2 separate regions of the Gossypium hirsutum genome follow, and region 2 is linked to region 1. Evidence: chromatin contacts called from public Hi-C data. All regions are on one chromosome and are shown on one strand. Each heading gives the region's core, a stretch centred on a gene start, on an enhancer-like site or on the middle of the called end of the contact. The rest is flanking DNA. Distances are from core to core; before and after follow the strand shown.

Evidence for each region. A called contact is a pair of places that touch in the nucleus more often than the background predicts.
Region 2: a Hi-C map of leaf shows a contact between it and region 1, with 2.1 times the contacts expected there. The contact joins the enhancer-like site here to the promoter of LOC107951131 in region 1. A contact is called at or near these places in 11 of 34 Hi-C or Micro-C datasets (hypocotyl, leaf, petal and 1 more).

What each region holds. Positions count from the first base shown.
Region 1 is chrA02:19,341,219-19,343,808 of Gossypium_hirsutum_v2.1, reverse strand. LOC107951131 (putative lipase YDL109C) reads left to right here and starts at 1,291. Exons shown (of 12, transcript XM_041083005.1): 1 at 1,291-1,734; 2 at 1,822-1,889; 3 at 2,374-2,444. The coding sequence starts at 1,445.
Region 2 is chrA02:19,439,532-19,442,121 of Gossypium_hirsutum_v2.1, reverse strand. No RefSeq gene overlaps it. Among protein-coding and RNA genes, the nearest start is that of LOC121217516, 20 kb to the right of the region's middle. Within about 2 kb of position 1,316, at least 9 of the 9 cell types and tissues checked have an H3K27ac peak or open chromatin away from gene starts, as enhancers often do. A contact at or near this core is called in hypocotyl and leaf, where this site is marked.

The sequences.
Region 1 (2,590 bases), core at 42-2,541:
TTGGTGCTTCCATGCTTTTGGTATTTAATATTCTTATGCGACAAAGATATATGTATAATAAGTTAGTTAAAACATAGCATTATACTAATTATAAAAATACGTTATTTTTTAATACGAATTATTACTCTAATAGTTTATCCAGGTAAATGATTTGTATTTAAGTTATTAATTTTGATTTTTTGCAAAATTTTCAAATTTGGATTGGTACTCAAATTAATCACGTTATTGGTTCATGATTTAATTGTTGCGATAAGTTCTATAAAATAAATTATTAATAAAATTATAAAATAAAATATTAAAAATTCAATTCAATCATTTTTTTTGTTTAGTTCGTACTGATTTTTAAGTTAACGATTGAAAATCTCTCACCAAATTAATATCTCAATTGATTCTTAATCTAACCGATCAGCATGATCTAGTTCAAACAAGCTTAGACTTTTTTAATAAATCCTACACTTTATCACCCTATAAAAAAAATATATGATATTTTAAATACAAGTGTAATACATTAAAATAATAATATAATACAATTGAACTTTATCCCAATTGATACTGTTGCTATTGTAACAATGACGAATATATGAATTTGAGTAAAGGGTTGAAAAGAGATTATAAATACAAATAGGTAGTTATCAAAGGCTAGGCCATAAATTGTTGATCCAATTAGTACGTTTAGTTTTAATTAAATAAATTATTAAAAATTTATAAAATTTTAAAAAATTATAAACTTTAATTCAACCACTAATTTAATCAAATTTAATTGACTCATATCAATTAATAAGTCAATCGATTATTTGTATTGCTTCAGATACATAATTCAATATTAATTGATTCTCGTTAACAATCTTTAATTCAGTTACAAAATCATTATGTTGTAGGTATAAAAATTGGATTCAATTCTAAATAAACTCACTCCCCTCTTTCACTTATCCGGGAGTAAAAATTAAAATAGATGATTTAAGAATTAGAAAAATTAAAAAAATTGGTAATTAAGAAATAGCCGTCCGAGTTGAAAAAACGAGGCTTTAAAATTTGAAGACAAAAGTTTCCGAAGATTAAACGTGTCATTTCTGTCTCCTTCTAGAAGAAAAAATCAAGATTGAAGCACAAAAACAAATATACTTACAGGATGACGATTTTATCCTCAACCCATCAGCCGATGGAAACAAATTTATCCCGTAATAAAACCATAAAATCAAGGGCAATCTCTTAAAATTAAAGAGAGGGGACCAGCGGGTCGCCCCATTTAGCTAACAAACCCGTAACTACAAAAACCGCCCGCCCTCACCATCTTCATTGTCCCCCTCTTCACTTCTTTAAATCCTGGCTAGCTTATTTTGACTCCCTCCATTTTCTCATTATCAAAATCCAACACAAAAATCTAGCTTAATACAACACTTTAAGATTGTTTCTTATTACCTTAGCTCTGTTTTTAAGCTTCAAAATGGCGGATATGGAGGGAGATTGTAGAGGAGTACCGGAGAAGGAAGTTGATGTTGCTGAAGAGATCAAGGTTAGGGAAGACAATAATACTAGTAATAAGATACTGAATCAGCAGGAGAAAAAGAAGAAGATGAAGAAAAAAAAGAATAGAAGATCATTGAGTTTGCCGAGATTTGGATGCTTGAGAACGAAATCCCACGAGAACGGAGGTGTCGATATGGAAGTCCAGTTTCCGGGAGAGCGTAACAATCCTACTCATCTAGTTATCATGGTTAATGGCATCATTGGCAGGTTAATCTCGGTTTTAATCGTTTTTTTATTAATATTATTTATGTGTTCCGAACTGCTTGATTGATTTTTGGATTGGTATCTTTGCAGTGCTCAGAATTGGAGATTTGCAGCGAAGCAGCTTTTAAAGACGTATCCTGAGAATGTTATTGTTCATTGTGAGTACTTCGGTACTCCATTTTTTTTGTATGTATTAACTGTGATTATGCTAAATGCTAATTAGTTTCAAGTTAATGATTTACTCATCTCACCCTTCTCTTCTTACAAAGTTATTTTTTTGAACTGTTTCATAATTAATCTCTAATAGAATTTCATAAGTAGTCTGCTAAGTAATTTGGAGTCTTATACTCCAATGCTGTTGAATTAATTTAACCTGGGTTAGACTTTAGATCTATCCGAAGTTATAAGTAGATAAGTCTCACCAATGACTGATCCAGGATTCAAATTTTGATTGTTATTCATCAAATTGTGTTTTTTTCTTATTTAATATTTTGCTGGATTGTTACCATCCTAATTAATTGGTGAAGAGAACGCAAGACCCATTCACTAAATGAATATTCGTGATAATGAGTTAATGATATTGTTGATGAATTTCATGGTGAAATAAGTACTGAATGGTTAATGACTTAATGCGCAATGCAGGCAGTGAGCGCAATTCTTCAACGTTGACATTTGATGGTGTCGATGTAATGGGCGACAGATTAGCAGAGGAGGTATGTGTGCTATCAATTTTATTTGTCTTCAATAAGGTTCATTATTCATGATTGCAACTCAGATTATTTTCCAATTTTGCTAACTGCCGTTTACCGTTGATATGTTATTGTTCTGTAGTTTGATACTCTGTACTTCCATTTTTACC
Region 2 (2,590 bases), core at 67-2,566, 98 kb before region 1:
AGACAGTGACATGTGTATCCTATACTAGCGTATAGAGATTAACTTTTAATAATAGTATTGGATAAAGTTTTTAATAGAATGATCAATTAATCTAATATATAAAAACTATTTTAACTATATTTAAAGTAAAAAAACAAAAATATAATTCAACTATTAACACAAATACCTTCAAAACTTTACCCTGTTATGTATATATTTTGTTTGTTATAGAAAACAATGAAATTTGAAGGTATACAAAAATTTCACGCATGTAAAAAGGAAACCGTAAATGTTGAAAAACCATAATTGCAAGTAACAGTAATGATATTATTGGTAAGCTATAAGCTTCGGATCTAGAGCTACCGCTACCTGATTTTCCCATTTAACTAATTTTGTCCCATTCTCCCACTAAAATCATTAAAACTATGATTGGGAGTCGGACGCTTATTTTCTTTTATTAGAATTAGTATCTACTAATTCAAAAAATTATTTATTTATATAAATATTTATAAATATCAAATAATCAATTTTAAATATAAAATTTTAATGCATGAGTTGATGTACAATATTTCAGTAAAAACAAATTTATTATTTGTTATTGTTTTTGTAAAAGTTAAAATTTTATTTTATTTTATTTTAATATATTTATGCACTAAATGTTTCAACTAAAATTGAATGGAATGGGCCGATGTGACTAGTACGAATTGAAATTTTAATTGGTATTGAAGAAAGATTACATTAATTTATTATTGGAATAATACGTACCGACTGAAATGATAAAACCGGTTGCAAAATTGACAACATTGATTAAAAACTCAATCAGTAAACAATATTTAAAACAAAATCAAATTCTAATTAGGTTAAGTCACTTTGGTGACTTCCTTTTAATGAAAAAAAAGTTATGAAAGCATATCTTATACATATATAAAAAAATTAAATAAAAATTTTGAAATTTATTTTTTTTTATTTTTAAATTTAAATTTAAAATTATTTTGTTAAATTCATATTTATTACGACATAAATTTTTAGTTATATGTTTACTAAGTGATTATTATTTTTAATTTTAAAATGATACATTAATAAATTTAACAAAAAAGTTTAATAATATTGATAATTAAACTTAAATTCTAAAAATTAGAGCTAAATTTATAAAAATAAAAATATAGAAACTAAATTTTAACCAAAATATTTGTTCAAAGTTAGGCATTTTTCCTTCTTGTTTTGGGCAGATAAAGTTAGGCAATTAGACCTGCAAAACACAAAAAGCTGGGGTCCTCAAGTGAAAGAGACTAGACATAGAGATAAGACAAAATTACTATTACCTGAAAATAAAAAATAAAAAACCCTGAAAATTACAATACAAAACAACAGTGCTCAGTTCGGTGCCTGACTGTCTCAAACACACTTGTCTTGTTTTGTACGTGGACACCGTCGTCCAGCACGAATTTGGTATTACAATCCGATTTTAAATATCATATTTATGTTATTTCTTTATTATGTAATATCATGTCTTTAGTTAATTTGTTTCTCCCTCTAATATTATTACTTAATTTTAAAAAGAAAAAAAAAAGTTTTTCCAGTGAAATATTACCATCGAATTTTTACTATGGATTAATCCAAGTTTGTGCAGTTGTGTGTTTATATGGTAGGGGTCCCATTTCTGAGGCGTGGGTTTCGAGAGAGGCGCCCGGAAACAGCGCGGGAGCTGTTTCCCCATGGACCCGACATCATCACTCCCCTGCTCTCAAACACAGTGCAATAGTGTTTTTCGTTTTCTAGTTGTTTTGCTTCTTTCACTATTTCCATCTCTACGCGAAATGGAGGAAAGAAGACGGGTTCTTAGTTCTTACTCAACCCAAGCTAATGTGCACTTGGGGGAAGAAACCCATTAACCTACACCACTACTAGACCCATGTGGAAAATGGGTCCAAGTATTTATGAGTGGGATCCGCTTTTCTCTTGCCTCCTTTAACAACACACGAACTTTTATGGTTAATGGCACCCACGGCTACTTATGTATATGATGCATTTTCTTTTTAATTTTTTTAATCATGTATTATCTTTTTATTTGTTAACCATACCTAAAATTCTATATTATTTATTTATCAGATATATTGATGTATGAATAAAATGACGGTGAGTATTTAATCAAATCAAGTGAATTTTTTTGAGTTAATTGAGTTAACCAGTCCTATTTTATCGTTGTAACTTGATTTAATTTTTTTTCAAATGTAAGATAAATTCAAGTCAAGTCGGATTGAGTGAAATTAAAAAATTAAACATGTTAAATTAAAATTTTGTTACAGTTAATTAATTTCATGTTAAACCACATAAATTCGTAACCATATATATTTGAAAACTTTTTCAAAGCAAAATAATAATAAACTTGAATCATTAATTAACTTATTTAGGTTCCAAAATTATTATTTTAGAAAAATTTTAAAATTTTAACTTTCTTTATATATTTTTTAGAATTTTTTAATTTTTTTTTAAAAATATAAATTTTGAAATTTTTATAAATATTTTAAATTTTAAAAATTATTTTAAACTTTTGAAGGTTGTTTTGAATTTTTTGTAATTTTCGTTGAGAAAAAGACTAATTTGCTCATTC